Regions from separate parts of the Mus musculus genome. Here region 1 is linked to region 2. The links are chromatin contacts, called in public Hi-C maps. All regions are on one chromosome and are shown on one strand. The core of a region is the stretch at or near the end of the contact, and the rest is flanking DNA. Distances in the headings are between cores, read along the strand shown. Region 1 holds the start of 4930523C07Rik (RIKEN cDNA 4930523C07 gene). Region 2 overlaps Gm31493.

The links. A called contact is a pair of places that touch in the nucleus more often than the background predicts.
Region 1: a Hi-C map of B cells shows a contact between it and region 2, with 1.5 times the contacts expected there. The contact joins the promoter of 4930523C07Rik here to the enhancer-like site in region 2. A contact is called at or near these places in 2 of 39 promoter capture datasets (neutrophils and pre-B cells), 1 of 15 datasets of contacts at CTCF or cohesin (CD8 T cells), 22 of 484 Hi-C or Micro-C datasets (3T3-L1-derived adipocytes, the 63-12 cell line, B cells and 16 more), 8 of 115 datasets of contacts at active chromatin or transcription factors (CD8 T cells, the SCID.adh cell line, bone marrow-derived dendritic cells and 5 more) and 3 of 9 other capture datasets (adipose tissue, liver and pancreatic islet).

What each region holds. Positions count from the first base shown.
Region 1 is chr1:160,041,112-160,046,586 of GRCm38.p6, forward strand. It overlaps 4930523C07Rik (RIKEN cDNA 4930523C07 gene), which reads left to right and starts at 3,269. Exons shown (of 3, transcript NM_001162896.1): 1 at 3,269-3,642. It overlaps Gm37294 (predicted gene, 37294), which reads right to left and starts at 3,206. Exons shown (of 2, transcript NR_168324.1): 1 at 3,037-3,206; 2 at 590-899.
Region 2 is chr1:159,996,984-160,002,721 of GRCm38.p6, forward strand. The region is part of intron 1 of Gm31493; the gene reads right to left. Among named protein-coding and RNA genes, the nearest start is that of Gm31667, 25 kb to the right of the region's middle. Within about 2 kb of position 2,593, at least 15 of the 459 cell types and tissues checked have an H3K27ac peak or open chromatin away from gene starts, as enhancers often do. A contact at or near this core is called in B cells, CD8 T cells, centrocytes and 2 more, where this site is marked.

The DNA.
Region 1 (5,475 bases), core at 2,019-4,518, 45 kb after region 2:
GGTAAAAAAAAAAAAGAACAGTCTTGTTGCCTATAGGAAACAGAGGCTACAGAGACAGTAAGACGGGGTGGGAGTGTTGGGACCACCCATTGGCTTAAATCCTAGCTCTTGGGAGGCTAGGATTGCTTGGCTACAAAGACTAGAGGTCCATACTGTGGGTCCACCTTGAACTCCCAAGCACTAGGTCTACTCAGCTTTCCTCATCTCTCTTTTATAGTTCTGTCATTCACACCTCTGTCCAAAGCTTTCCGAAATCCACTTACGTTGCCAGCTTTAGCCACCTCTGGGAGATAATCCATTCCACAAATTCATTATCCACTGTGTGAAGGAGTATTCCCACCAACTTGTCCTGAACTTGCCTTTCTCAGAGGCTGCTGCATTTCAGGATCTGAAGAACAAGTCTGTGCTCATCTTAGGGTTTCGCCATTTCCCCTAACAGCCTTTGTCTGGCCAGCAGCCCTTCTGCCTTCTTCCGGTACCCCTGCTTTCGTTTCTCCCAAGCCTCTCCAACTCAGGAACTGCTCCCATATGTAGCCAAGGGTAGCTCTACATGCAGACTAGCACAAAATCATAAACTGCCTTAAAACACTGAGAGGTGTAGGTGTTTTTATTTCAGTCTCTGTGCAAATGTTGTAGACGGCATTATTGTGTCGCAGTGGTAAGTGGCTGGACATGCCCGAGCCTCGTAGAGCATTGCAGGCAAGAATGCACCTGTTTTAGGTGATAATAACGTAATATTCTCTGTTAAATATTTCCCACACTGAAAAAGCCACCCCCTTTTGTTGTTGCCGCACAACACTATTCTGATTTCTGCACTCAGGGTGTATGACCTAATGGGAAACTGTCTCCCACAGATGGCTTGCACAGATGAATCCGTCCTGGCCAACACTGCCATTGACCTGTCAGAAATAGGACAGCACAAAGAGAGAATGAGTGCAGTTAGTCTTCACCTTCAACACAGGCTAAAACGTGATGTTTAATACCCTGTCAGTTCCCACACCAGCAGAGAGGGAACCCACAGGTTTTGTCCTTAACACTCTTAATATGGAACCAGAGCTCTTCAGGTGCTAAAGCCAGTGAGGGGTGGTCACCCACAAAAAGGTTTTAAATTTTCAGTCCTGGTTCACAAATCTGCTATTTGGGGGCTTTCTGTTTCTTAATTAGATGTGTCAACGCTCCATTTCACTCCACTTAGAGTCCACTCACCTCTTGACTACCTTCAAAGATCCTTACCTCAAACAAGAAAGCTTTTAAAGACTGCACCAGCACCGTGGTTGCCTGGGGCCATTCATGAGTTCATATAAGTTGAGACTTCACCGCCAAAGGGGAGACACAGTAGGTGGGTGCTCTAACTTGTTTTCTCATAAGGGATGCGTCATTCACCCCAAAGGAAAACCTGCTGGCCAGATGCTCACTCATTACGTTAAAACATCAATAGACCCTGTAGCCTTGGCAACTCAATAACAGCCTACCAAGCATCTTGTCATCTAGTAAGTCCCTGATTTGACTGCCACAACGTCGCTGCTACTTGATAGGTTCTAGACTTTTTCTGGATCTGTCTTCCTGTGGACTAAGACAACATTGGGATGCCGCCCTACAGATAAGCATCTGGTTTTTGAAGTGCTGAGCTCATGGTGACTGCCTTAGGTTCTTCATTTCTCTGTGTTGTTGTTGTTTCTGGAAAGCATTGTGACCATCAGCCTAGCCTGTCCATAAAGTTGTTCAGGAAAGTATTTTCCACTGTCTTCCCCCCTGCTCAGCAGGTGTTAACCCAGAAGTTGTCCATAGAAGCCACTCTCTCTCCTGATGATGATATGGTGATGAGGGATAGGCTGGACTAGATAGAACTACTCAGACTCAGATCTCAACTCCACTATACATTAGCAATGACCTTGCAGAAGAAAGTTACTCCCCATCCTCAGGGGAAGGGGGCAAATTACATCTCACACAGGTCCGGTGTAGGTCCTGGGGGAGACTCGGTCTCCAATCACCGCACCGGGTTTGCACTTAAGGTTTCCTGTCATTCCCCAAGCCTGTCTTCCTCCAGCTCCCTGGTCCATTAGACCCTAGACCCCTGCTTCAGATTTGACACACAATGGAAGCCTTCCATCCACCACTAAATTGTTGGTGGAATCCATCTATAGCTGTCTCTTGCTAAAACTGTCTTCTTTCAGAGCCTGATCGTCCCCCTGCCCTACCCACTTAACCGTACTACTCCCACCCCCAACCCCACCCCCACAACAGATCACTTGGACCACTCTTCTTATTATCATTCAAATCTAGATCTATGTAGGGCATAGTGAAACACGTCCTTAAACCCAGCAAATTTCTGTGAGGCCAACCTGTTTCTACATTGTGAGTTCCAGGCCTGCCGGGGCTATATAGTGAGACTCGGTTTCAAAGGAACAACAACAGATCTAGATCGAGTTCTCTCTGTGGGATTTCTGGGGGAAAACCTCTACTTAATCTGCCTTTGGAAGAAGACTACAGGACCAACTATCCTTGGCATTTCTGGATGAATGCTGGGTTTTCTCTTTGGCCTTTCAACCCAGAGCCAGCTGGCTTCTCTTGAGTAAACCGGAACTCTCTTGTTTCCCGGTTGTGACAGTTAGCTTCACCAATCATTTTAATTCAGGCACCCAAAGGCCGAAGGACCCTATGGCTCAGGCCCAGCCACTGGAAAGCAAGCACCAGCTGCGCACCCTCCTGACACCTACAATCCAATGAGTAGAACCTCCGGTCTTTATCATGGCAAGATCTCTCAAGGTCATTCCGGGGAAGCCCCTAGATACTCCACAGCCGCTTCTGCCTATCACACCTTCCCAACTTCCCTGCAGAAGCCTTGGAGGCACTGAGCAAGCTCTCTACCACCCCACCTTTACATTTGGGGGCGGAGTTAGACAAACAAGAGATCTGAATATAAGCTCACAAGGAGTAAATAAAATGAAAAGGGAGAACTTTTGAAGTTAGTTGTCCCTGCCTCCTGCGCTCCTAACATCTCCAGGTAACTCCCATGGAGCGCACACACAAAGATACCTTGTCACGAGGCACCGGGGATTGCTCTCCCTTTAGACACCCCAGCCCTTTTCCTGGAAGGTGACTTTATTCCACAGCACGGGGCTGTTATTTTTTCCTTAGGCCAGGGTTGGGAGTTTACACCCCACGTCTCTGGGAACACTGGCGCGTCTGTGAGCAAAGTTGGCTCTGGCGTCCTGAAGGAGGCGTGCTCGGGGCGGAGGGGCAAAAGAACGTCACAGTGGGGCGGAGTGGGGACACTGGCCGGGAGACCCGGAGGAAGGACACCCGCGCTGCGTGTGCTGTGGCGTGTGCCTCCTAGTTTAAGGTAGGAGTTGGGCTGAGGAGAGACAGAGCCAGCCAGTCAGATTCAGGAAGTTGCGTTCCTGACCTCAGTAGCAGAGCTGGGTGCGGTGAAACCTCAGCCAGGGACGCAGGGGGCGCTTTCCTCCACATCACACTGGTGGCACCCACTGACCGGCAGCGCCGCCTCTCTCCCGGGACCTGGCAGTGGGAGGGAGAGGCAGGAGCAGGGACCCAGACCTCACCCTTGTGCCCAAGTCACTTCAGAGCACCGGAACAGAGCCAGCGGTCCCGCCGGCGGGAAGCCTTCCAACGGACCCAAAGGTGAGTTTCAAAACTTTCTGTATCGCTTTGTGCTGTTGTTTTCAAAATAAGTTTGGGAGCTGCCCCGCTGTGGAAGGGGACTTTCCCATAGAAGAGTGAATCCGCCCCTGAGAGAAGTGAGATAAAGGGGTTATTTCTAAGAAGCCGTTTGCACAGTTGCTTTCATTCTTTCCTCCTAGAGGTCTCTCACCTTCTCTCTGCTCCTGGCCTGACACATGGGCTCCTCTGGAGTTTGGGGTGGAGTTCTCAGCTCCAGTTGACACCAGCTGCAGGTAGGAGCCATTTGAAAAGGACCAGATGGACATTGTCTAAACGGGCAAAGTCAGTATTTGAGATGCTCCTAAAATCATACCCTCTGGGATTTAAAAACAAAACAAAACCAAACAAACAAACAAACTCATTCTAAAAGAAACTATAATTTCAATGGGGCTAAAAGACTTACCAGACTGAAAATGTGGCCTGGAGCCAAGGGGTGGAGTGAGATCTGTATGCCATTCTGAGTCTCTAGAGAGTTTGTGTGACACATTTTTTTTCCTGAACTTTCCCAACTCTCTAAATGGTCCTTGATCTTCTTCCCACCCAGAAAGGTGGATTGGAAAACACAGCAGGTCCTGTTTTGAAGGGCTATGTAGGAATGATTTGTGTAACAGTAGTTAAGTAAATGATAGCCGGATAGCTGTTGTTTTCAACACCAGTCCTGCCTATCTGAAAGGGAACCCAAAGCAAAGACTAGTGCTTGCCCTAATGAACACCAGCCAGCCAGCCATGAGAATCCGCAGGCCTGCTCTGCCCAGTCTGCTCAATGAGGAAGGCTAGGAATGCAGCACCCAAGCCACTCCAAGCTCCTGCCTGCCAAAGCCTTTATGCTACATCCACCATTGGAAAGAGAGAGAGAACCTGGAGCTAATTTTAGGGAATCTTCATTCTGAAGTATTGTTGGGGACCAAGAACAAGTCTTAAATGGACACGGGTGCATCTTGTTCTTAACCCTTTTACAAAGTTTATCAACGCCACCTAAAGAGCCCTGCAACTGAAAGGTACTGCTGCGTTAAACGCAGCTGTGTCTGGTTTGTTTGTGTTTTGTAATTTTTTTTAATTAAATTTTCACATTCTATAGTTATGGGTAGGATAGTTTTGCAAGGGTCTCTCCTAGCTTTGAGCTAAAATTCAGATCTATCAACCACTTAGTCTGATATGTCTTCCCTTGGCCTGGTACCTCCCTTCTTCTGAAATTCTGCCTCCCCTTCTATACCCATGACACCGTTCTAGGAAAGAGGCCCATTACAAAACAACATTTCGGGCACTGTCAACATTTTGCCTACAGAATCAAAAGAGGTGAAAGCCACAGGATCAAACCCAAGAAGATAATAAACAGTCAGCAGGCTTCTGCACCAGTTTTAACGTGGAAGGGGCACACTCATTAGCTAAGCATCACTGTACCTACTGTGTGTTGGGCAATGTGCCAGGGCTATGGAATCTAAGGCGATGATGTAGTTTGTACTTTCAAAGAGCCACCAGACTGGCAAATAGACACTAGGAAACAAACCACAGTTCAGAGCAATGTACATTATATAATAGTAAAAAGTGAAACCATACAAAGGATGGAGCAATGGTCGTCTGGGAAGACAGCACTTCAGAAGTGGTGCACAATCAAGATCTTGAATATGACTAGCATTTCCCAGGGAAGAGGTACTGTGGGCAAAGAAAAGGCTTTCCCGAAGTCAACACAGGAGCAGCATGGAATGGGGATTTGTCCTCTCCTGCCAAGAGCGGAATGTCTTTCAAGGCATACTAAGCCATTATTAGGTAGTGGAATGGTCCTCTCAGATTTGT
Region 2 (5,738 bases), core at 1,343-3,842:
CCACCTGGGTGACTCTTACACATTACCAAGTCCACACGCAGCACAAGGTACAAACTTGATTTTCTCTGGAACACAGCTTCTTTGTGCTCTCAGAAAATACTTCCCAGATTTCACTTCAATGATGCTGGTCTCTTCTTAATCACCGCTAATTTCTTAGTTCCAGCTAGCTGACATCAATAGTCCCAGTAATGCAAAGGTTTCACTTTAGTAGTTCTGGTATCTTGTTAATCACAGCTGATTCTTCAGCCCCAGCTAACCAAAACCACAGAATCTTCTCAATCAAAATAGCAATTGCCCTGATTAGTCTTTATTCTTCCCTCTGAAATTTCACAAGCCAGGCCTCCATCATTTGCACTGTTCTCAACATTATCTTCCAAGCATCTACAGAACATCCCCCAGAGCTCTTAACTCCGAATGGCTCTTCTTGCACAAAGTTCCAAAGTCCTTTAGATAGTCCTCCCCAAACATGGTCAGGTTGTCATAGGAATACCCCACTAGGCTGGTACCAATTAGTCTTAGTCAGAGTTTCTATTCTTGTGCAAACATCGTGAGGAAGAAGGAAGTTGGGGAGGAGATGATTTATTCAGTTTACACTTCCACATTGCTATTCATCAACAAAGAATGTAAGGACTGGAACTCAAGAAGGTCAGGAAGCAGGAACAGATGCAGAGGCCATGGAGGGATGTTACCTACTGACTTGCTTCCCTGCCTTTCTCAGCTTGCTTTCATATAGAACCCAGGAGATGGTAGCCAGCCCAGAGATGGTACCACCCACAGTGGGCCCTACCAGCCCTGATCACTAATTAAGAAAATGCCTTACAGCTGGATTTCATGGAGGCATTTCCTCAAGGGAGGCTCCTTTCTCTTGTGTTAAGTTGACACACAAAACCAGACAGTACAGTTGCCTTGGTGTGGCGTTTTGTCACAGCAATCAAAAAGTAACTAAGACATATTAATTACTTTTCTTGATGCTGTGACCAATGACCTTCCCAAAAAAAATGAAAGGAAGGAAAGATACAGTTCATATTGGTGGGATAGGTATGCCATTGGGGCCAGCTCTTGTCAGTGGCAGCAGGGACTTACTCACTTACATCTTGATGGATCAATAATCAAAGAAGAATAATGTGGGTATTCATCTGTCACAGCCCGGCCACAACATCAAGACTAGGATTCCAGCATAGGAGATTGGCACCACCCACTTGAAGGACAGGTTTTCCTCCCTCTGTTAAATCTTCTCTGGAAACAGCTCTCAGACATAATCAAAGGTGCAGTCCCTTAATGTTACAGGAGTTGATAAAATGAAAAAGCACAGGAAATAAAAGATCATACTCTGTTGCCATAGAATATTCCAGAGTCACTTGGGTCTTCACTGGAGCCTGAGATGTACACAGCTAGACCATGAGACACCTCATGGATGAAGCAGCAATGGCCTCACAGTGTGCCACAAGGACTGCAACAGTGTCTTGGAAACAAAGCTTGAGAGTGAGCATGTGAAGAGAGAGGTCTGTTCTGTTGGAGCCCAAGCCTGCTGGTTTTTAAGGGAAGTGAAGACAGTCTAGACCTGAAAAGTGACACCATGTGGCCACCAGAGAAACAAGTACCCAGATTGTACAGACCCTTCCTGTCATCTGCTATAGAGATAGATAGGCCTCCCTTTGGACTTTTGTTACTCGTTATGTTAGAGATAGGTCTGACTCCCTATTGGTCCTGATCTGGTGGAAGATGTAGGCCTTGGGAAAAATTCTGAACATCTACAAATTAATACAAACAGGAATCATAATGACCTGATGAAATACAAAGCACCATGTGTTTGGCATTTGACAAGGGATGGTATGGGGTCTAGAGTGGAACTTTCATGTGTACACCTTACACATACATGCAAAGAACAGTATGCCTTCCAATCACAAAAATATCCTGCTTTTACTGGTAGGATAACTGTTTTACTGTTTTTATTTATCTATCCATATTGTATGGATTTTTAAATACTCTATAGTTTTTACAGGGAGTTCCCTTTTCAAAAGGGAAGAGGTAATATATATATATATATATATATATATATATATATATATATATATCATACTCATCACTATAACAAGTGACCCTGTTGGTAGTCTTAGAAACCTACATCCCATGATAAAATCTTCATAAATACTCCTGTGACTCCTGTGATAGCAGTAAGAGACAGGAATCTTGGGCTAGGCAGCAGATAAAGTCTGAACTACCTTCACCGTGAATCCTTAACTTCATGTCTCCTCAGCTGTGCAGGATCTCCCCTGTCCTCCCCAACCTCAAGACTACACAGAGTTCCCTTTGCAAGTAGCTGGCACTGATGGCGCTCACCCTTTCCTTGCTCTTAGCTGAGGTTCCCACATGGGTTCTCTAGCCTCACACGTGTTCTTTGCAGTTTCAATTCTATACCAGGCAGAATCACACAGCAAGGGACAGTCCCTCTCTCCTGCAGTTGGCATAACACAGCCTACACTCTAGGGATCACTTCTTTGTCACAGACCTTTAAGTACCATCCTCACATGGCAGGGCTGAATCTTCCAGCTCATAGAAATGAAAGCTTTGACTCCCAGCTTTCAACAAATGAGTAGGTGAGCCAAAGATAGATGAGCATCTGACACAGCAGAGAAGTTACGATTGCCATCGAGGAGTGGGAGTAAAGGCATAATCCACTTCTCCTTTCCCAGCCAAAATGACTTCTGCTACCTGGAATCAGGTTCTGCCTCTCCTAAGTGAATCCTCTCACATTCATTTCCAACTCCTCTGCAACGGTTCAGTCCTCATCCAGCAATAACCAAGACTCTTTCACAAGTCTCTGACTACCTTCCAGTCTATTCTTCATGCATTGCCAGAGGATTCTTCAAACTCCAAGCTTCCCCTCCCTTCTTTAAAAGCAGTCAGACATCCACCATTATCTTCTGTGTGAAGTCCTAATGCCATAGCCTGGCACTGGATGCCTCTCCCAAGGTAATCATAATCTATCTTGCTCAATTGATCTGTCTCCTTTTTTTCTTTATTTCCTCCAAGCCCCCCAGAAAGCACCTACAGGCATCTGCTATCCCAAACACACACACACTCTCTCTCTCTCTTTCTCTCTCTCTCTCTCTCTCTCTCTCTCTCTCTCACACACACACACACACACACACACACAAAGAGAAAAGGGAGGGATGGGTCAAGGGGAAGGAGAGAGAACATTAGGAAGGAAGGCTAGACTTATCAACTTATCTCAAATATAATGAAGCTTAGAATATCTTTTTCTTAATCTCTGCTTTGTCAAAATTCTATTCACTCAAATATATTTAAACCGAACCTCAAGGAGCAGCCTTCTGCAAACACTGGAAGCGCCGTGCTTACATCTTCTTGAGTTCACTCATCACACTATGGTTGAGCTAGCAGAAAACAAGTGCAGTACTTTATTTTCTGCGCATACTCCGCCACACAGGTTGTTGCACATGGTGGTGGATACATGTTTGCTACTAATCAAAAACAATATCAGATACCGGATTTGTCTTGGTTTCAGCACACACACACCACACTCACACACATAAAAACTCACACACACTCACACACACTCACCACACACACACACTCACTACACACATGCATTCAACACACACACAGAGACTCTCTCTGTGTCTCTCTCTGTCTCTCTCTGTCTCTCCCTCCCTCCCTCCCTCCCTCCCTTCCTCCCTCCACACATACATACATATTCTTATACAACATTCCCCCACATCTACAGGGAATAGGTTCCTAGCCCCACCCCCAGTGATGCCTGAAACTGCTACAGTACTGAAGCCTACATATACTGTTTCTCATATTCATAAATATCCACAATAAAGTTACATTAACAAATCAGTCACAGTAAGAGGGTAACAACAATAACTTAATGAAGCAGAGAACTATGTGGAAATATAAGTTATTTATAACTGATGAGTTGCTTATCTCAGGAATTTTTCATTGAACATTTTCATGTATCAGTTGGCTGTTGACAACTGGAGCTCTGGAAGGTAAATCTGTGGCCTGGGGGAGCTTCCACACACCTTATGTAGCTCTTGGATGCCCACGAGTATGAGTGACTGTTACAGATCTAGTCCTCAGTGTAGCATTGCTGAGGTGAAGAGTCTCTAAGAAATATGTCTGATGAGTTAGGTCTTAGGGTCACTAAGCGCATGCCCTCAAAAGGAATTATGAGACCTTAGAGGTTTGAAGGAGAAGGGCTCCAAAGTCTCGAATGTTTGAATGCTTGTTCTGCAGTTGGTAGAATGGTTTGGGAAGAATTAGGTGATATGATCTTATTGGAGGGGACACTTGGAGTGGGCTTTGAAGTTTCAACAGCCCAAGGCATTCCAAGTTGTTGCTTGCTCTCCCTCTCCCTACTCTCCTCCCCGCTCTCTGCTTTGGCCTTGAGGATGAGACATAGATCTCAGCTACCACACCACCAACATGCCTGCCTGCCTGCTGCCATGCTCCTTGCCATGATGGTCACGGACTGTGACCCCTGGAACTGTGAGCCCTCAAATTAAATTATATCTCTCATAATTTACCTTGGTTGTTGTGGTTCATCCCAGCCATGAAAAATTAACTGAGAGAGATGTGAGTCTTTCTCTGACTTCCTGTTCACAGCATGATGTAAGTTCTCACTTGCAGACATCCATCCCTCCCCACCCCCACCCCCCCCCCCCAGCCCTACTCCAGTCCACCATGGGGAGATTTGGCTAAAAGGGAGCCCTTGCCTTTTGGAATTTCAACCCACAAATTCTGAGCCAACTAAGTCTCCTTTTTTAAAAAGTAAAATAAAGTAAAAATTAGCCTGTCTCAAGCTTTTTGTTTCAGAAACAAAAGACTGCCCCCTGAAACCTCTCCTGGCTGCTAACAGTCTCCCAGTCCTGGCTGCTGACAGTCACCCAGGTTTTGCTTCTTCTCTTTGCTTTTTTTCTCTTGCATTTTTATATTCTAAGTTTTATTTGGAGAAATTTTCAGCCATGCCATCTCGAAGTAGGCTGGCAGGCTTACCCAATTCTGTGCTCATAAAATAGGGCCATTTATCTCACACTATAAGCTGTGTCTCTGACTTTGTACCACAAAATAACAAAGGTGATTTTCTTCTCCATATTTACTGCCCTGTTTCCTATTCAGGACCATTGGTAGGGAAAAGCCCCTGGCCACATATGCATCTTGACTTCCCAGTTTCAGAAGCATATCCAACTAATGGCCCACAGTGGACCTTTAAGTCCCAAAACCTGGATGACAGAGCTGAAGTGGCCTTGAAGTCGGCAAGTCTAATCCCTCTTGGTGCTGAAAAGCATCGCTGTGCTTGTTTCTAGTTTGTGAGAGGTTATGAGGAGCAAATAACAACATGTTTAGACAATCCTATAAAGTCGATCCCAGCATACAAAGGAGAAGTGAGACCACTGTAGCTGATATAAAGCATGTGGTGGGAGGGGCCCAGAAGCCCAGCTGACCAAAATCCACCAAGTAGAGCAATTCGAGTCCACAGGGGTTGTCTGATATGTGCTCCCCAACACCAGAATCAGCACCACTTGCTCTTCCCAGTGCCATTCACCACCACCCCAATGAGGCACTTAGGTATCTGTGACAAAATATGGAGAATGGCTCCTTCCCTACATGGTATTATGAGGTGTTCCTAGACTGTCACATACCTTATGTCCTGTAGTGTTTACATGCATTTTCTGATGTTTCTCCTCTCCTGGGGCACCAGGCCAGGATAAGGG